Linked DNA regions of Mus musculus: all the other regions are linked to region 1. The links are chromatin contacts, called in public ChIA-PET, HiCAR-type, HiChIP or PLAC-seq, Micro-C and promoter capture Hi-C maps. All regions are on one chromosome and are shown on one strand. The core of a region is the stretch at or near the end of the contact, and the rest is flanking DNA. Distances in the headings are between cores, read along the strand shown.

The links. Promoter capture Hi-C pulls out the DNA fragments that hold promoters and counts their contacts. A called contact is a pair of places that touch in the nucleus more often than the background predicts. ChIA-PET counts read pairs in DNA pulled down with a chosen protein or histone mark. HiCAR-type assays count read pairs that join an accessible place to other places. HiChIP or PLAC-seq counts read pairs in DNA pulled down with a chosen protein or histone mark.
Region 2: a contact with region 1 is called in a HiCAR-type map of kidney, with 3 times the contacts expected there. The contact joins the enhancer-like site here to the promoter of Hikeshi in region 1. A contact is called at or near these places in 4 of 39 promoter capture datasets (the 3T3-L1 cell line, cranial neural crest, hippocampal neurons and 1 more), 3 of 115 datasets of contacts at active chromatin or transcription factors (fibro-adipogenic progenitors, kidney and pancreatic cancer cells) and 2 of 9 other capture datasets (adipose tissue and macrophages).
Region 3: a promoter capture Hi-C map of cranial neural crest shows a contact between it and region 1. The contact joins the enhancer-like site here to the promoter of Hikeshi in region 1. A contact is called at or near these places in 4 of 39 promoter capture datasets (cancer-associated fibroblasts, cranial neural crest, pre-B cells and 1 more), 1 of 484 Hi-C or Micro-C datasets (cortical neurons), 1 of 115 datasets of contacts at active chromatin or transcription factors (forebrain) and 2 of 9 other capture datasets (adipose tissue and liver).
Region 4: a contact with region 1 is called in a HiCAR-type map of fibro-adipogenic progenitors, with 7 times the contacts expected there. The contact joins the enhancer-like site here to the promoter of Hikeshi in region 1. A contact is called at or near these places in 7 of 39 promoter capture datasets (the SN4741 cell line, cranial neural crest, frontonasal cranial neural crest and 4 more), 7 of 484 Hi-C or Micro-C datasets (adipose-derived mesenchymal stem cells, cerebellum, cortical neurons and 4 more), 6 of 115 datasets of contacts at active chromatin or transcription factors (craniofacial prominence, embryonic basal ganglia, embryonic limb bud and 3 more) and 1 of 9 other capture datasets (adipose tissue).
Region 5: an H3K4me3 HiChIP or PLAC-seq map of embryonic basal ganglia shows a contact between it and region 1, with 4 times the contacts expected there. The contact joins the promoter of Prss23 here to the promoter of Hikeshi in region 1. A contact is called at or near these places in 11 of 39 promoter capture datasets (the 3T3-L1 cell line, the HPC-7 cell line, the SN4741 cell line and 8 more), 1 of 484 Hi-C or Micro-C datasets (embryonic fibroblasts), 5 of 115 datasets of contacts at active chromatin or transcription factors (craniofacial prominence, embryonic basal ganglia, embryonic limb bud and 2 more) and 3 of 9 other capture datasets (adipose tissue, embryonic stem cells and macrophages).
Region 6: a contact with region 1 is called in an RNA polymerase II ChIA-PET map of memory CD8 T cells, with 38 read pairs. The contact joins the enhancer-like site here to the promoter of Hikeshi in region 1. A contact is called at or near these places in 3 of 39 promoter capture datasets (the HPC-7 cell line, hematopoietic stem and progenitor cells and liver), 1 of 484 Hi-C or Micro-C datasets (CD4 T cells), 2 of 115 datasets of contacts at active chromatin or transcription factors (CD8 T cells and memory CD8 T cells) and 2 of 9 other capture datasets (adipose tissue and liver).
Region 7: a Micro-C map of muscle stem cells shows a contact between it and region 1, with 4 times the contacts expected there. The contact joins the enhancer-like site here to the promoter of Hikeshi in region 1. A contact is called at or near these places in 1 of 484 Hi-C or Micro-C datasets (muscle stem cells) and 1 of 115 datasets of contacts at active chromatin or transcription factors (bone marrow-derived dendritic cells).

The regions. Positions count from the first base shown.
Region 1 is chr7:89,939,876-89,942,563 of GRCm38.p6, reverse strand. It overlaps Hikeshi (heat shock protein nuclear import factor), which reads left to right and starts at 1,360. Exons shown (of 5, transcript NM_026304.3): 1 at 1,360-1,595. The coding sequence starts at 1,566.
Region 2 is chr7:89,433,113-89,435,800 of GRCm38.p6, reverse strand. No RefSeq gene overlaps it. Among named protein-coding and RNA genes, the nearest start is that of AI314278, 8.2 kb to the right of the region's middle. Within about 2 kb of position 1,385, at least 34 of the 459 cell types and tissues checked have an H3K27ac peak or open chromatin away from gene starts, as enhancers often do. A contact at or near this core is called in adipose tissue and kidney, where this site is marked.
Region 3 is chr7:89,461,740-89,464,427 of GRCm38.p6, reverse strand. No RefSeq gene overlaps it. Among named protein-coding and RNA genes, the nearest start is that of AI314278, 37 kb to the right of the region's middle. Within about 2 kb of position 1,312, at least 21 of the 459 cell types and tissues checked have an H3K27ac peak or open chromatin away from gene starts, as enhancers often do.
Region 4 is chr7:89,498,345-89,501,032 of GRCm38.p6, reverse strand. No RefSeq gene overlaps it. Among named protein-coding and RNA genes, the nearest start is that of Prss23, 18 kb to the left of the region's middle. Within about 2 kb of position 1,357, at least 51 of the 459 cell types and tissues checked have an H3K27ac peak or open chromatin away from gene starts, as enhancers often do. A contact at or near this core is called in adipose tissue, cerebellum, cortical neurons and 2 more, where this site is marked.
Region 5 is chr7:89,516,282-89,518,969 of GRCm38.p6, reverse strand. Prss23 (protease, serine 23) reads left to right here and starts at 1,384. Exons shown (of 2, transcript NM_029614.4): 1 at 1,384-1,523.
Region 6 is chr7:90,354,247-90,356,934 of GRCm38.p6, reverse strand. The region is part of intron 2 of Sytl2 (synaptotagmin-like 2); the gene reads right to left. Among named protein-coding and RNA genes, the nearest start is that of Sytl2, 53 kb to the right of the region's middle. Within about 2 kb of position 1,309, at least 72 of the 459 cell types and tissues checked have an H3K27ac peak or open chromatin away from gene starts, as enhancers often do. A contact at or near this core is called in CD8 T cells and memory CD8 T cells, where this site is marked.
Region 7 is chr7:89,558,491-89,561,178 of GRCm38.p6, reverse strand. No RefSeq gene overlaps it. Among named protein-coding and RNA genes, the nearest start is that of Prss23, 42 kb to the right of the region's middle. Within about 2 kb of position 1,323, at least 48 of the 459 cell types and tissues checked have an H3K27ac peak or open chromatin away from gene starts, as enhancers often do. A contact at or near this core is called in muscle stem cells, where this site is marked.

The sequences.
Region 1 (2,688 bases), core at 111-2,610:
TGCCAGCCCTCGGGAGGTGGAGGAGAAGGATCAGGAATCCAGTATTATCCTCGACTACACAGCACGGTCCAGGCTAGTCTAAATTATGCAAAACCTTGTCTATTTAAAAAACAAACAAACAGAGAGACAAATAAATGAATAAAAACAAACAAACAAACACCAATCCCAAAAGATGAGCAGCAGTGTCACACACTTTTTTATTTTTTGGCTTTTTGAGACAGGGTTTCTCCGTGTAGCCTTGGCTGTCCTGGAACTCACTTTGTAGACCAGGCTGGCCTCGAACTCAGAAATCTGCCTGCCTCTGCCTCCCATGTGTGGGATTAAAGGTGTGCGCCACCACGCCCAGCTAGTATCAGATACTTTTAATTGTAGCATTTAGCAGGTAGAGGGAAGCAGATCTGAGTTTGATGCCAGTCTGGTCTAGAGTGAGTTCCAGAACAGCTCAGGCTACATCGAGAAACCCTGTCTTGGAAAACAACTCCCCAAAGTGAGAAAACTTAGATTATTATTTTTTTTAAAAGGCATTTTTACAACAAAACTCCCTAAGCAGCACCAGACCCTATTCTTAGTGGCAGTTATCAATTAATTCATCATTTAATCCTTCCAGCAACCCAATAGGTCTATTTGTCTCAGTTTGCAGATGATTGACTGATGAAGCTGTTATATAGCTTGCCTACAGTTGTACAGCACATTAGTTGGGGCGGGGAGGAAGCACAAGTGAAGCACTACAAGAAATATAAGCAAGAACACAACTACGTGTTAAAACTAGTATTTAGTGGGGAAAAGGACTTCTGGACCTCTATAGCTTTAGTGGTCCACGCCTATAATTCCAGCAATTGGAGGCTGAGAAAGGAGTGCACAAGTTCGAGGTCTACCTGGGCTAGGTAATAAGACACTGCCATAAAAATGAGATAAAAATATATTAACATTTTTGATATAATGTTTGTCAGGAAGAATGCAGTAAGTTGGTTGCAACTTGAATTTACGCTCCAAAAATCAATTTTTCAAGCTTCCGGGCAGGTTATGCCGAACCAATTGCCCTCCGTATAAAACGGAGATAATATTTATCCCATTAAGCTTTTGAAAGGAGAGGCTGGGTGAAACGATTCTGGCAAAGGCGTATTGTTACTCCTAAAATGTTACACAACCGCCAGAAAGGTCTTCTCCCAGCACCACCTTTAGAAACTTTGACTCACACAGGCACGGAAATCATGTACTATCAGTAGTAACTTTCAAATTCTCCCGGCTCGCCCTCTGGGAGGCTGGCGCACTGCACTATGGGATTTGTAGTCTTAGCGCGATACCAGCTCCTCCTTACTACCTTAGAAGGAGGAAATGGGTGTAATGACCCGGAAGTACTCGTTCCGGAGAGGCGTGCAAGTTAGGAAGGAAGGGTCAGAGGTCGCCGGCCCAGATGCGTTCCTGTGTTGTTATGTAGTGGAGGGTCACGTTCCTTCCTGCAAATTCTGGAAGGTTCTTGAGTTCAATTAGGACAGTGGCTGCGGAATTCCTGGTGTCCGGCCTGAGGTGCCCGCTGGCCTAGCAGAGGCGCCGAGGGCGCTGCCATGTTTGGCTGCCTGGTGGCGGGGAGGCTGGTGAGGATGGCCCGGGCGGTGGCAGGAAGGGGTCGGTGACTGAGAGCTGGGTGGTGGCACGGTGCACGGCGCTTGGAACGCGGGGAAACCTGGTCATTGTGCTTTTTTTCCTGGGCGTGTGCGACGGACGGGCAATGGGACGCTGGCCCCACTCTTAGCTGTGTTTGCGAGGCTGTCAGGATGTGACTGCATTTTGTTGAGTGCGGATTTTGTTCCACCTGCTGGGTTGAGTGCTGTAGTTACTTGTTAATTTCAGCCTTCTGTACGGCATTTCGCCGTAACCGTGGTAACTCGTGAGCTAGTCTTTCTCTCTTTGCTGTTCAGGAACGTACACTCAGTAGATAGTGTAGTAATTACTCTTGTAAATTGATAATGCTACTTAGAAGTAAAGCTGAGATTTGTAATCTAAAGCTAAGTGGTTTTCGGAAAAATTCAATTTTCCGGACAATGAAGGTGTTTTGTTTTGTTTTTCCTTTTTGGTGTCTTTGGAAGGCCCCCCCCCCCCTTTCAGAAGTTTACCGACCCAGTTTAAAATACAATAATTGCAAGTTGCTTAATAGAAATGACTGAAATTTAGGTGTGAGCCGTACCTGTGATAACTAAAGGATTCGAGTACAATGCTTTCTTTTTGGTCAGAGAGATGCCCTTGCTTAGCCAGAGCCTTAGAATGAAATGAAATGAAATGAGTGCGGGAGTGGTTGAGGAGTAACCAGAGTGAATCTTGTTTGCTCTTTAGAAACCAGCGATGTATCCGTCTTGAGACGTGACTCCTTTCTCTTTAGAGCTATTCTTGTTTTGTTTCTCCTTGTTTTGTTAAATACTGCAACCTCTTTGTTAAATTGTGCCTCACGTGTGGTAAGCGAGAGCTCCACGCCTCCGTTTTCACCAGCTTTTGATAATGTATTCTATACACGCTGCTCTTAAGAAAAACACGTGGTTCCAAGAAACCATGGACTTCTGTCTGCAGTGAATGGGAGGCTCCTGTGGAGGTGAGGTAGTGCTAACCCTGGTCAATAGCTTTTGGAATGTCCCAGTAGGAGCTCTGGGGTTTGGAAGATGAAAGAAACAATTTGAGAAGAACGTGTTCCTCAGA
Region 2 (2,688 bases), core at 136-2,635, 510 kb after region 1:
CTTGAACTTGTCATCTTCCTGCCTTAGCCTCCCAGGTGCTGGGATCAAATCTTGTGCCACTAAAGAGTCTTTAAAGTAGACAGAGTGTCCTTGCCAATAATTATTAAATCAGATAATTGTCGAGTGCAGGGCACAATACCTGGATCAGGAAAAAAAAAATGGTTTTCTAACCCTTCATGCCTGAGCAGAAAATGCTTTAGAGATCTCAAAACTTGATCCAGAGAATTTTCTTCTTGCTCAGACAAACACACAGCAAGTGACCTGGTGACCTAGATAAAGAGAGACTTGCATCCTGGTTCATGGTTTCCCATGTTTTTCACTTGTTCACTTGATGTTTGTTTGTTTGCCTTCTATCTCTGCATCTCTTGAGATGTGGGGCAAGTAATATGTATAGGTAGAGAAGGCTTAGGGGCTTGAGCAGCAACATACTCATAAGTGACTATAAAGCCCTTGAAAGACAGCTAGCTTTAATTTTGCAAGTATAAAACACATACCTAGTTTTAAATATTTGGCAAAAAAATAAAATATTGTTAATAATTTTATATTAATTATACAATGAAACAATATATTGCATACCAGTGAGTTAACTGAGATTTAATCCTAATTTTATCCATTTTTTCCATTTGTTTAATGTAATTATTGTAAAATTTTAAATCCTGTGTATAGCTAGATTTCAGTCAGAGCTGAGTGAATGTCACTAACTGGGTGAAAGATCATTGAATACATCCTGGACTTCAGGCTCTGCCCCCTACACTTCTAAGGTTGTAAGGCACTTTATAAGTTACAGTATCCTGGGATATTACAAATGTTAGGATGTAGATTTGTTTGTTTTGAATGGAGATCTAGTAAATTACTACTATGGGACAAATACCTTTACATGAATTGGCATTTAGTCTGTAGAATAAATATAAAAAGAAAAAAATGGCTTTCCCTTTGCCAATGAGAAAGAGAATACCTGTAGAAATTAATAGAGTTAGCTATGGTGGGTGACCTTGTTCTAAAGAGGCAGAGATAGCCTGGCATCTTCATTTCACCCCCACTCTCTAGCTCTTTGTTAAGTTCTCAATAGAAAAATTAGTTCAGGAGCAACCAGGGATACTTCCACGCACTTGCCCCTAAGGTGTGTTTTCTTGTTTAGTAGAATCTTACATTGTTGGGAAAATCTTACATGGTTGCAAAAGAATGTTTTCAAGAGGCTCCTTGAACACTGGAAAAGAAAGCCCCGTTCTCGACAGCTTTGGTAGATCATTGACGCCTAGTAGAAAAGTATTAGAAGCTGCTAAAGGAGAGAGGCTCAAAAAGCGAACAGGCAGAGGAGCTGCTGGTAGTTAATTGTTCACTAGCTCTGGAAGATGTGGCTGGGAGGGCAGCAGGAGTGAAACGTTGACCAGCTCTGATTTAGATGCAGGAATGTACTGGGGAGGCAAGGAAGGTCATGGGAGCAGTTGGCACCTGAGACAGCTCCCATGGGCAAAATTCCTGAGAGGAAAAGGGAGTGTGCTCAGAGGGGAGGAAAGGGCCTCTGGCCTCAGAATTCCTTTATTTCCCTAACTCCTATGGTTGTTTCCAGAACCTGATTTAAAAAATAAAAATTAAAAAAAAAAAAGTGGTGAGGTCATGTTTGGCTTTCTACCCCAACAAACTCTCCTAAATTTTATATGTGGGACAGGAAAAATAAAGATGAATTAAGAAGATATTTGCCCTGGCCTCTGAGCCAAACTGAAGAATGGAATGAACTGGCTTAGAGGCCCTTGGACCTGGGTTCAAGTGTTGGCTCCGTCTCACCAAGCAGTCTTAGGTAGTTAGGTAAGTCCCTGTACTAAACTGGAAAAGAGCCGTGATAAAGCTTCTCTCCACGTGCTGCTACAGTGGTTAATAGATAAGGAGAAAGCTCCTGGTTCCTTCTTCAATTGATGTTTAGTTGAAAGGTGGCAAAGGCAGTATCTAGCTGTTTAAAATAGCCCAAGGACTCCCACAGCTCCTGGGGTAAGTCTCCAGGCTCCATCCCTCTGTGATCCGATCCTAGCTCATCTATAGAGCATCCCTTCTCTCTGCCTCCTCCTTACCCCCTCCATGCCCCCACTTTGTGGAAGTTTCTGATCTGTGACCCTTCTAGAATCAACATTCTGCATGGTGAGGCTTCCTTAACATTTTTGAAGTCCTTTTGTCACTCAAGGGAGTTACCCTTCAAAGGCCTCCCTCCAGTACAATCCTCCTCCAAGCAGCCTTGGTCCTCTCCGGGGCTTAGAACTTAGTCCCCTGTGGCTGAGTTTGCTAGCCACAGATATAAATTGACAAGGAGCTTGTTGCGTTTCTCTTAAAGTACGAAAGTTTGCTGGCTGCCTGCCTGCCTAGTTTCTGTCATAGAGACGCGGATTAAATTTCTCTTGGACTAGTTTATAAAAGCCCTAGATGCTGGATGGAAAAGTGATTTGCATTTTCTCTTGGCAGGAATTCTCTAAGTGAGAACAGCGTTGAAAAAACAACTGTTTAACTAGAGCTCCAGCATGGTGATGGTGTATGTGTACGTGCTGTGTGTGTGAACATGCACATGCATGTGGCCGAGTCTGGCCAGGCTGATAAGCTTCTTCTTATTGGTTGACAAACTCCAGAGGCAGAAAATCAAGATAAGGAACAGTTTTGTAGATATGATGACCCTACTGGCAACATAGTTTCATGGTTGGGTTT
Region 3 (2,688 bases), core at 63-2,562, 480 kb after region 1:
ACTTAGTGGCAAGCCCCATCTGAGGTCCTGGTAGTGGGCTTTTGTGTCTAGACCACAGGAATTCTATCCTCAGTCTCCAACATGAGGGTGTTTGAAATTGAGAAGGTAGCTTCATGCTGACAGCACAGCTACCAGCCAGATGCTTCAAAGCAGGAGGATCCAACTGAATGACTTCAGAAGGAAGAGCGTATTAACTCGTCATACTGCCTAGCAGATGGCAGGTTTGCACTTGCGGAGCATTTGCTGCCAGGATGAAGTCATGTCTTTTGCAGTTACTGCCTCGTTATTTTTAATGGATGTTGATGCAGTACACCTTACAAAGACCTGGGGATGTGCCTGGCCCAAATCCTTCAGAGGGGATCTTTTTGAAGATTTAAAGGAAGTGGAAATGATGCTTTCTGCCCATCTCTGTTAACCGCTAGTAGAAGCTAAGACGCTTTTGACAGTCCTTCTGTTACTCACACTTCCTGTCTAGTTAGTGGATGTCAAAAGATGGGCACAGCAAGCTCACCCCTTGCCCTGCAGATCAGGGACCTCTGCTGCCCAGAGATTCGGTCTCTGTCTTGGTATTTTCTGTGCCACAGAAAACACCCAAAGCACCAAAGCAAAAGAATTCATTATGATGAACGTCTGTTCCCATTCTCATAACAAAAATACCGAGACAGGACAATTTACTGAACAGAATTTTAATTCTCACAATTCCAGCTTGGAAGGCCAAGATTGTGGTTGACAGCAGGATTGCTGTCTGTCCACAGCCTTACTTGTTGCTCCACCACCCAGAGGAGACAAGTACAGTGACCACACAGCAGAGGAGTCAGAAGAGGCAAAAAACAGAACTGAATTCACCCGCTTAAGACCATTCCTAAAAGTCTAATCCCCGTGTGAGGCAGAGCCTTGAAGACCCAATTGCTTTTTAATGGCCATTCCTCCTGATGATGCTTTGCTGGGGGATAAAGTTCAATGTGAAGTTTGGCGAGACACACATTCAGTCCAAGGTACAGCCAAGCAAGTCCTGCCTGTCTGCAACTCTTGGGGAACAGAGTGACCAGACAGATAGCTTATTTTCCATCCTGAGACTTTTTCCACAGTACATGCCAAACCTTAGACATAACCCATGAATAATAGAACTATACCTCCTCCCCCATTCTGCATCCTTTTCTTCTGTACACTGGTCCTGTCCCCCCTAAATCAGCCAGAGAGCTTCCTCCAAACACCAATATCTAAGCTTGGGAGATGGCTACTGGTTAAGAGAGCTTACTACTCTTCCAGAGGAACCAAGTTCCATTCTCAGTACCCTGGTGGACTACTCACAACTGCCTGTAACTCCAGCTCCAGGGGACACAAGACCTTCTTTACCACAGTCACCTGTGTACAGGTATGTTCACACACAAATGTAAATAAAAAGAAATCGTTTAAAACACCAATGCCAGCCAGGGCTGGGAGGATAGCTCATTTGGTAAACACAGAGGCAGGACTATGCTCAGGGCTTGCTGAGCACCAAGTCTAGCCTAATAAGTGCACTTCAGGCCTCACTTTCTTGTATCAAAACATGGTTGACAGCTCCTAAGGAACACCACCTGAGGTTGCTTCCAGCCTTCGCACACGTGCACGTACTTGCATGCATACTTAAGTGGAAACTTAAGGATTCTTTGGAGAGTCAATTGTGTTGCATGGTGTTTTGCTAGGACAAACACATGAAAGAGTTTTCCTGAAGTGGACACAGATGAAAGACTAAGGCAGACTTGTGAAGGAATGTTTCACCGAAGCAGACACAGGAGAAAGGATGTTCTGCTAAAGCAAACATGTGAAAGGACATGTGATGAAGGATTCTTTGCTAACGATAAGCATGTATTGGTCCACCTTACTTTGTGTAGTTGAGCGGCATTTGTTGGGACTCCTTAGACTGGAGTTGATTGGATGCACGTGCTAAGGCAAGACCTGCGCTGAGGCAAGGCACGTGGAGGACACATGATGTTTGGAGGGTATACATAGGACTTGACAGAGTGAGGGAGAGGGAGCTTGGCTTGCTGGTACAGCTAGCTGTGCAATGCTTGTGGGTCTCAAGTCTTTGCTGATCTTCACTTCCCTGAAAGAGGCACAGCATAGAACTTCTCCTGATGTTCCTGCTGGTCCCTTATGCTGATTCTATCTGAGGCTGAGGCCCGGCTATTTCTGCTAGGTTGTGTCATCGCTGTTGCTAACCTGACTCTATCACACTGGACTGCTGGTGTATCCATGAAGTGTTTTCGAGTAGATCGAACTGCCACTGACTGCTAACCTATTAACTGAATTGCCGATTTCCAGATAACACAGACAGGAGCTGCTACAAAGAACCATTCTAAGCAGGTCCACTTCCCCATATCCTTTCTTTTCCACTTCCTCTGGTGGGTGGTGGGCTACAAGGGAGGTTAAGGCATTTAAAAATAAGGTTTAAAAAATTAAAATTACACATATCCACAAACACATGTGGGGTGTGTGTGTATGTGTGTGTATGTCACAGCAAGTACTGTAATCAAAATGAGAGCACTCATTTTAATCAGAATTAAATTTTTTAAAGTACAGAATTTAAGAATACACCCCAGAGGTTTAAATTTATTTGGTCTGGAGCCTGGGAAAGTCTCCATTTTTTTTAAAGCTCCCCAGAGGAATTGTTGTTGGAGCTAATGTTAAGAAATATTGTCCTGGAAT
Region 4 (2,688 bases), core at 108-2,607, 440 kb after region 1:
GTTCTATATCCAGTTCCCCGATGGGAAAAAATGCCATGTTTGGCAAAGCAGTGTGACCCAAGCGTGACTAATGTCCTCTGTGGATAAGCCATTCTGGGACACAGAACATTTTCCTTTTAAAATGGCATGCTTTACTACTCCCAGATAATTGCCAGGGCAGTCCAACGCAAAGATAGGAAACTCCACAAAATATCTCATCTTGCTTTCCCACTGTAGCAAAGATGTTTGTCGGCCAGCTACAGCAGAGTACCAGGAAGAATCATTCTGTACTGATCACCTCAATTGTGACTGTTCTTCTGTTCCATAAAGTCTCTAACGCCCCTGCTCTGTTCTTTTGGAGTTCTTAAATATAGAAAAATGCCATCAAGACTTACTGGGAGAAAGGGGAATTTAAATCGAAAAATCTAATTTTTCATGAGAGTTGTGGAAAAGGCTAAAACATTGTGATCACACTTGAATCTATAAACCTGGGCATTAACACGTGTAATTCCTTTCAGTTTATTGTTTACCAAACAGCCAGCGTTGGGTAATAAACACTCGCTAAGCGTGCTCAGATTTTCTTTACTCTCTGTCACTTTATATCTACCATTAATTAAATGTCCTTCCCATTTGCGAGCATTTCAAAGTTTCCCACTGCCCTGGAGAAGGAATTTAAAACCGTCAGGTGCACTACTCTAGCGCTGCAGTTTCTCCTGATAGCACAATTCTGTTTAGAGAGTTGTTGCTTAGTGTTTCTGACCAGTTAGGAGGAATTCCCAAGTCAAGAGTAACCTTGGGTAAAAATCAACATGTTGAAATATCACCTTGTTCTGCTTACTGCGTGATCTCAGCTTTCCTCGAATAGTATAGAAAGCAACTTTTCTCGGCCGCCGCTGCTTTTCCCCCATTCTTGGGTTGCCCCCTAGTGGTTTCCTTGACTTATAACTATGCTGCTCTCCTCCAATTCTCCGAACCCAAAAGGGACTTTCTGGTGGCTCTACTAAGTATTTGATTTAACTTTGTCTTTTCCACATCTTCTCCCATTTACAAAGGGGACATCCAAACACAGCCTCTCCCTTTTCCCTTGAAGGTAAGCAATGTGCAAAGTAGTCCAGGCACTTTGTGACGATCGATGCATTCTACTGACCGCGGTGAAATCCTTCCTAGAAGTTTCCATTGTGGCTTTGCTTCAGCGCTGTTTTCCACTTGCCTGGCGTTCACTTTCTCTGTCAACATTGGCGTGATGCCAGGTAATCTAGGGGTGCATGGATGACTTAAAGGCTGTGTTGCACTTTGAAAATGCCAATTATATATGCTGAATGCAGCTGGGCGCGAGTCCCATACTCTCATCCATAATAAACAAGTTAGCACTCTGGGGGCTCCCCCGCAGTTGGTCCCAGACTTCTTGGCTCCATCTGGATAGTTGGAACTGTGACTTGTTCACGCCCAACCATTTGAGCTTCATCCAAATGCCTTGGAAAGCCTTTGAGATCCTGTAGAAAATGAAGGAGAGGCCTGATCTGTGAGTGTCAATGCCTGACTCTCTGCTGGATGTTAGATCCCAGACATCTGTACCAGGAAGCTCAGTGCAGCAAACATTACTAATTTAAAGCCTTATTGGCTCATTAAAGAGTACCAAGAAGTTCTCAGAATTTAAAATGGTTTTATTAAAAGATTTTTCAAGAAAAATCTTACTTTTGTTAAAATCTAAATTGTAAGAGGACAGTCGATCACACAAGCTGATGCTATTTCCTCTCCAGCAACACAGGGTCTGCAGAATTGGATTAGAGACTTCTCCCAGCAAGGTTGGAGTACTGGGGATGGAGAGATGATTAGGGACACCTGCTGCTCTTGACAAGGACATTGGTCCAACTCCTAATACTCACATTGGCCAGTTCTCAATGGCTCACAATCACCGGTCACTCCAATTCCTTGGGATTCAACACCCTCTTCCTGTCCTCTGTGGGCATCTATATGGACATGGCGCATATACATACACGCTGGTAAGCACATACACTCAACATTTAAGAGTAGAGTGAGTATAAAGCAATCAGTGGGGTAACAGTACATGGTAGGAGGATACTTACTTCTTTGTATTTATAGAACGTGCTGTGTGCAAGGCACTCATTTAGGTAAAACTGAAATGGTGCATGCCCTTGTGAACGTCACATAACCACTTCCAATGAGATAACATATGAAAAATGACCTCATCTTTAGAGATGTGCACAGTCCAGTAAGATAAGGGATCTTGTGTTCTACATGACTGTGGAAAGGAGAGCCAGGATCAATGCACGGACCCTAAGGGACACCTGTTTGTCTTCAATGAAAGAAAGACTCAGTTACAATCAGCACTGGCCACAAACAGAGTGACCAGCGGCTATAGGGAACGAAGGGGCATGGCCTGCATGGTTCCTCTCGGTGGAAACAGTTTGTAAGATATTTGGAACTTAGTACAGAGAATTTCTGCAATGTTATCAAGGAGGGAATAGGTGGAATCCATGGTTCCTTCTGCTACTCAGTTTCAACACACTGGGGATGTGATGGAAACTGGGTCATTGCCATGGCTGGATGTCTTGTTAACAAGGGATCGCGAGAGCATAGCTATAAGATCTGTTCTCGATCACAACGACCAAGAGCCACAGATTGCTGACGTCTTCTGCCTCTAGCAATTAAGTGCCTGACTCTGGATCTGCCCAGGCTCAGGCAGGG
Region 5 (2,688 bases), core at 135-2,634, 420 kb after region 1:
TGGACAATACTAGTTTCCTTTATGTTTGAGAAACACTACTCAACAATGTGTTCAGGGCTTTCCTATTTAAAGGCAAGGCAAACACTAGCTCACTGGACATGTCACTAACATCCTGGTGTGGAATAGGATGTCAGGCCCTCCCTTTCTGAGGGCAAGCTTTGACAGGAAAAAAGGAAGGCTACTCTGGGATTGACAGGAGAAAAAAGAAGGAGGAGGAAGAGGAGGAGGAGGAGGAGGAGGAGGAGGAGGAAGAGGAGGAGGAGGAGGAGCAGGAGGAGGAGGAGAAGGAGGAGAAGGAGGGAGAGGAGGAGGAGGAGGAGGAGGGAGAGGAGGAGGAGGGAGAGGAGGAGGAGGAGGAGGAGGAGGAGGAGGAGGAGGAGGAGGAGGAGAGAAGAAAACGACCTCTGCAAAATTTTGTCCTACTGTTCAGGAGCTGTCTGACTGCTAGCAAGATTAGGCCTCTCCAGTCCTCCAGTCCTGAGGGGAAATCCACAGCTCCACCCTTTTCATCTCCATGACCTGCATGAAGGGTTGGTTCACAGAAATGGATGTGTGGATAGTCTTAAGAGACTACTAAGACTATATAGCATTAGATATTTAAATAGTGAGGTCACCAGGCTGACTCAGTCCCCCAGGTGTGGACTTCTCCAGTGATTTAGGGAAACAGGCACCATAAGCTAGGAGGTGGCTCCACCAGCTGGTGCCCTGGTGCCCCAGTAAAGACCAGGCCGGGGGCGTCACCAGTCAACCCCTGGGAAGCTGCCAAGTCCGCGATCCCTTGCTGTGCTCTGGGACCCAGTATGCTAGCAGCTGAACTGCAGGGCCTGCAACCTCGGTAGCCTGCCTCTGGATTACAAACTGAGGTACACTCTAGAAGCGCTAGAGGAGGAACTAAGGTGGAAAGGAGCTCGGTCGTCACTATTCAAGGCGCACAGAATGCGCACGGGTGAGGAGCTTACAAGTTTGAATTCTGCTTTGCAAACTTGCCTAGCGGCGCTCCACGCACCCGGGGTGCTGGAGGACTGGAAGGTTGGAAGGGACCGCCCACTCTGGAGCATTGCTTTAGCAGACTCTGGGCAATGTAGACCCCTAGAACTTGGTGTGAAGTTGTCTAGAGCGGGAGAGTGCAAGAGTCACTGGTAGGAGCCGTTCATCGGACACGGTGCAGGGGCATCGAGTACGGGGACCCGCTGGTGGTGACGCGCTGCGGAGACCCACCTGCGCGGGGCCCGAGGGTTCTGGACCTCTGAATAGCAGGGTGACGCTGGCTGGAGGCAGGCGGCTAGGGGAAGGGGAGGCGACGGCCGGCGGGCTGCGCGGCTCGCGGCTGGGGGCGGGGCGGGAGGGCCCGGGAGGCGAAGGGGAGGGGATGGGGGGCGGACCGGGTGCTGCAGGCTCTGCTGGACCTCAGGCTCGCACTCGGCCACTCTGCGGAGCAGGCATGGGAGCCGCGCGCGTCCTCCGGGCGCCCACACCTGTCTGAGCGGCGCACGGCCGCGGCCCCGGCGGGCTGCTCCACGCGGGTGAGTGCGATGCGGGGACCCGGCGTCTCCCGCTGGGTCCGAAGGACCAGGCGTGTGCCGGAGCCGGACAAAGAGTCGGGTGCGCGCGGGGTGGGGTGGCTGCGGGTAACACCGGGGAGTTTGCCGTGGCTTCCGCACAGACTCTGGGCTTAGGACAAGAGCCTGAAAGAGCCTCCCTCCCCGGACACCGGCTCTGTACAGCGTTTGGATTCACTCAGTGTCTCTCTTAAAGTGGATGGGGAAAAGAAGGTTTTGAAAGCGCTGTCTTGGATGCAAGGTGTTGTCTAGGGGTCAAGTGGAGCTGTGTATGGCAAGGTGTCCCTGGAGAGGTCAAGGTAGGCTCTCCCCCACGAACACACACTGTAACCTCTACCATTTTCTTTCTTTGAGTTTTGCGCCTACTGTATCTGACTTCATCGTGCTCTGAGCATTAATTTTTAACCTGGCACGTGACTATGAACACACCTTAACAAGCAAGAAAAAGTCAGCAAACACAAGTTGGGATCAGGCTCTGTGCTGGGTGCCGACTTTGCTCTGAGTGCTAAATCTAGAAAATTATGCCTGGGCTATCAACAGTTGTTGGAAGCAAATATTTCTTCAGCATGTAGCCATTTATCACAAATTGCTAACTGAAAGAAAAGATTTGCCCTCCCCTAGAACTTTTAAGAGAGGAAGATGTGTTTAGATGGAGCAATACCACCCCCTCCTGAAATGGAGCCGATTCTCCCTCCCACCTCCCTCAGAGCATCCCTTGAGAAAAGCCTCTGATTAAAATCCTGTTTGTTTTATTGTCCATTGGGTGACATCCACGAGAATTTAGAAACAGCCCGTAGCCTGTGGAAAGTTCCAGATGATTCAGGATCTCGGTTAGTATAGAAATTGCTACTCCCAGGTCTTGTAAGTGAACTTGAGAGGTCCTAGCGAATGCCTTAAGGACAGATAGGTCAATACAAAATAGCCTTATCAGGCTCTGTGAGAAGAGTTTGATTTATAGTTGAAGTTAGGTTTTTCCAAAATCCCTATTGCAAATTAGTATCAGGATATTGTTAGACATTGTTTCGGGGGGGGAAAGTGTTTAAAAGAACTATTACCTGTCTTTCTAGGAGTCTCCTAGGAGTGAGGTACAGTAGTGCATGCCTGTGAATCCTAACACTTCGAAGGCTGG
Region 6 (2,688 bases), core at 60-2,559, 410 kb before region 1:
AAGAAGTGGTTCTGACCCGAGCATTCTCATCACATTCCTTAGTCACACACCGTCACAAAAGGCTATCTACAAATCCTGACAGGCACAGCATCATTACTTCCCAGGCCTCAGCCACCAAAGGATCAAGTGCTTCAGATAGTTTGCTCATGGCTTAAGGCTCTTGATCAAGCAGACAGTCCCTGCTGGGCTGCTGGCGGTAGTTCTTAATTTTTCTCCTTCCAGAAGAACCACAGTTCTGTCCAATTAAAGAAGGGGAAAAAAATCTACCTGTTCATGATCAGACTGGGCATGGAAGCAGGGCATTCATTCCATATATATTTGCTTAATGTCTTAAACACAATATGCTGGCAGAGGGCAGGAATGTCACTTTTTGGATTTATTTCCCAGAAGGCACTCCCAAGCCCCAGTTGCCAGCACACTCAACTTCTCATTGTTTCCAACACTGCTCTTCTGTTATCTGTAGGTATTAGTGGTAGAAATGTCTGGCTGATACTATAGGCTCTGGAGGCTCTCCCAAACAGGACCAAAGCCTAGTTTGAATTCCACCTAAACATGACAATGGAAAGAGTAGAGAACCATCCTACATTTCAGTCTCCTTGCTTGTAAAGATGGGGAGGATAAGACCTGCTTTTGAAGACTTTTGAGATAATTTATTGGCATGCTAGCCTGGACGTACTTAGCAGTGCCCAGCTCTTGTAAAGAGGCCGATGACCTCTGCACATCTTTGTGTGGCTTTGTCCAGCTGCTCCTCCCACTGCTGCTTCTGCAGACTCAGCCTGAGCACCACAAAGACACACTGTCTTTTTCCTTGTTCCCACAATACCACCCTTCCTCATTTACACAGTATTCCTAGGCTCTGTTTATACATCTCTTTCACTCAGTCATTTGTGGATGCAAGCTCCTTAAAGATAAGGCTTATATCCTTATCACCATTTATAGTTCTGTCATGAAGTACAGAGACTGGCACAAGGTTGGTACCCAGTAACTGTTTGCTGAGTAAGTCATTGAACAATTAAGTGATCAACAGCCACAGTGGTCTGAATAAGAAAAGATACAAATGAAGATCCCATCACTGCCAAGTTTCAGGGGACCAGAGGCCACCATAGTGGCAGAATTTCTGATGAGGTAGGACTACTCATCTCTCCTCAGAACAGGAAAAAACACACCATGACATATGGTAACCTGTTGGTGTACCACAAACCCTCATAGCAGCGACTCCCAGTTTCTCTTCATGAGATTGTTTTTGCTAACCAAAAAGTACTTTGCAATAGAGCCTTTGGAGGTCTTTGCAGCCTTGGTCTCCTCTCATCTTAATAAGCATCTGCAAGGCCCCAGTGTATGCACAAATGGCACCGAGGCTATGTGAGTCACACCCTCAGAGACACATGGCCCCAGAAGCGGTTAGTCAGCATTGTGGTAAGAACAGGGTTTCTGGCTCTTTTGTTTGAAAGTGGTAAAAGAATAAGAATTCTTTCAAATTTAGTGAGAGCCACTTTTGCATTTTCTAAGATGATTATTGCTGTAGGTTTTTAATATTCTCTGGTTTTTTTTCTTTTATCTTGGTCACATGTAATATTCTGGAGATGACTCCCTATATGTAATATCAGAATTAAGTTCAGTCATTTGAATGACCCCACTGTGATGGTACCAACATCTCTTCTAATAGCTCTGCTATTTCTCCTTTCTTCTGAGCTATACTTGAATGAGCCATATTAGCCCTGGATTTTCTAACTGCTGTACCATCTAGCTGAGGGGAAAAGGGTAGATTTCTTAGGACTAACACTGTTTCTGCTCACCACCCTCTCTATACATGCACACTAGCACAAAGAAGAGACCTGCCGGTGGGCAGGTAGGTGGGAGAACATCACTCAGCCCAGAAAAACCACTGCTCTGTCATCCTTTCAGAGCAAGCCTCTAGTTGTTTTTGCCAGCTGAAAAGTACTTTGCGATAGAGCCTTTGGAGGTCTTTGCAACCTTGGTCTCCTCTCCTCTTAATAACTGGCTGCAAGGCCCTGGTGCACACACAAACAGCACAGGCTATGTGAATCACTCCAGTGTACAGGCCTCCGTGCTTCCATTAACTTCCACACAGTCTCCTTGTACAAGCATGACATTTCATCTCACTCTTTCTGTCTCTCAACGCCCCGCCCCCTCCCAATATATTTTAGGAAAGATGATAAGATTCTGTGACTTAAAAATGACCTCATTTTCTATATGAGATGGTTCAAGTCCAGAGAAGTTAAAAGTCTTGCCCAAGGTAGCACAGGGCCAGGCCCAGAAGATAGCTTGACTCTCACCTCTCCTGCATTGCCTGGGAAAGCCTAACAAGATTTTGGATTCTAAGGTAATTGTCACACTTTATTCTTTCTACCAAGGGACTCATGCATTGATGGAGAGTCTAGAAATCAACAGACCTAGAAAGAAAGTGAATTGAAATGTCCCTTAAAATGATAAGAAACACATTTTTGGGGATGTGGGCAGACCACAGATGCCCATAATCTGCAGAGATTCAGCACAAAGTGGGAACGCACATGGGCTTTCCTGGTGGACCAGCAAGGCTGTCATCTTGCAGGCTGCTTACTCTCTTCCACTCTATTTTCCCATCTCTGGAAGGAGGTTGGACTACACCACTCTGTGGAACTCCCTGAATGCCGCAGCCCCCAGGACTTTGCTTTCAGGGAAACCTCC
Region 7 (2,688 bases), core at 74-2,573, 380 kb after region 1:
CCTGCGTGGGATGTGAAAACTGAGTCACATGGCAGTGACTCACTAGCTTGCGACCACACAATGAGTCAGACAAGAAAGGCCCAGGGACACTCTTTTAAAAGTCTAAGTTATGCAAACTGTCTCTTGGAGAACCACCCTTGAAGGAGAGAAGGCTCCATGGTAAATGGGTGGGAAGACTTGTCAAGACTCCCATCCCATATCCTAGAATAATGACATGCATCTGAAATCTTGGAACTTTCTGCAATAGATTCTAATGCTGTCAACAAATTCATTATTCCCTTATACCCACTGATGGTCCCTACGGACTGGGCCCAGCTTATTCCCATTCACCAGCTGATTGTGCTTCAGCTCTTACAAAACCCAGAGTCAGTCTCAGGATACAGCAGAGGCAGGACACAGCTTTGTTACAGAGTCCATTCGATGAGATCTTGAGCCAACAGTTTACTCTACTTCCAAAAATAAAAACAGAAGTAATGGTATACCTAAGAGACTGCACAAAAAAAAAAATAAGTGAGGCATTATTTATAAATCATATGAATCAACTTGTCTTGTTTGATCATTGAATACATGTATTATTCACTAAACACTGTGTGATGACTGGAAAGAGAGCAGTGACCAGCTAGAGACAACCTGAGGATCAGGTTTCTTCTTCAGCCACAGCCTGGCTGAAGAGGAGTATCAGGCTTTGACTCCCTCTGGATGTGAAAAAGATGAGAGAGAAGAGAGCTGATGTTCTACTGGTAATGCGTTTTATGACCTCTGTACAATCACGTCTGCCCCCTGAGCTTCAGTCCCCTCACCCACGAGCAATGCGGGCTGTTTTGTGCTCCTGTTCTATATTTCAATGTCTGATGCGCAGTGTGGAGCACGAGCCTGAAATTCAGGTCCCTAGGCTCCTCCGCCAGTGAGCAATCCCTGGTCCTGAGTTTATTTTACAACCTTCCCTGAAATGCAAGGTTAAATTTTCCCAAATGTTATGAATATGAAGATGCATTTTATGTCAATTAATTTTAAAACATGAGTATTGATGCATTTTATGTAGTTAGTTTGAAAAATACAAAGAACTGAAAACTACTTATTAATGTATTAAATTTTGAGATGCATTTATATTCTATCAATTTCACAATATACAGTACTCAACACTCTGTGATCGTGGCTACCCTCTAATAATTTGAGAAGGGTATATAAGTTTGAGAAATAGTGTTCTTTGTGTAGGTAGGAAACCATGCTATTTATTAATAATCTAGACAGTGTTTGACACCCTTTGCATTAATGTGTCATAATACTCCTCTCCTGGGCACGTAGCCACAAGTTCTCTGTGAATTCCTATCTCGTGACTAATAATTTATCATTCTAACTGGAGACCTTTTGGGCATTTGGCTAGACACTGGGTCCTTTCCTCATACTTCAAATCTAAAAGGGAATCTTAGCTGTGGACGAGCTAGGGCTTCAGGAAATTCTGGCTGCATCTGCTGATTTGTAAGAAAACTAGACAGTTTATTATGAGGGTGAAGAGAGGGTAGATGCTGTTTACTAGCAGAATTTCAACATAATATACACAGATTATCAGTTATGAGGCGACTTTGTGAAAGAGAACTACGAATTCTTTTGTGACCAAATCAAACATCAGAAGAAAATAACCTTGCCAGCTTTCAGGCACACATAGGTCAGAGCTACAGGGCAGGCCACACGTCCAGATTTACTTCATTAGATGATAATAGGCCATAGCCTAAGTCAGGCTTAGCTGTAGAGCTGGTGGGAAGACCCTGAGGTTGACTCCAGGGAACTACTCAGGGAATTGATCAGTGCTCAGAGGCATTCTTTCATTACTCTGCCAACCAGGCCCCACCCAGGCTTGTGGAGAGGGCAGCTGCAAAGTGGGCAACATGGCTGCGGAGTGTTCTTAAAGTCCTGCCACAGGCGGTCATGGCAGCGCAGCAGAACTGGAATAATTCATGTTATGAAACACAAACAGTGGCTTAGAGTTCTAACTCTGCATCTGGCCAGCTGTGCAGTCCTACACAAATCACTTAACCTCTCTGAGCTTCACTCTTCTCAGGTGTAGAGTAGACTTGATAACCCTATATCATAGGGATATTAAAGGATTAGCGCTAGGGTACAGATGGTGCCTGAGCTGCTACAGAAAGGGAAGTGGATTTTAAAGCCTGCTTTGCAGATCTGTCTGTCCTCCTCCAACCCAGCCCGCCAGGCACAGTCCTCGTCTCTTGATTATAAAGATGATCAAAAGCTTTTGCTTCTGCTAGCACACCAAGAGCCAGGTTCCCTCCTCAGTGGCACCGTCTGGAGTCCTTACTGCCTCTGCGCGAAGGCCCATTCTGGATGTTTAGACTCCGATGATGATGGGAACAAAAGGCGGCGGAAATCTGTCACTGGTAATGCGCAAATGGGATGTTGGCTGAATCTCTCTGGCAAATATTCTCAGAACATTCCTCCTCTGCCCTTAGGGTGAGGAGGAAAAGCATTCACCCCAGATTGTGGGGGTGGGAAAAATCTGCTCTTCATTAGGGGGTATTGTGTACAGTGGGATCGGCCCTTCAGAGCAGCAGTGTCCACAGCCTGGGTGCTAACTCTCTGAGGCCAGATCTTCCCAGCATCCAAAACCAGGTTCCAGAACCCAGACGGGTTCAATACCAAGTCTCACATTTTTTCCTTCTCTCCTAGTGAAAA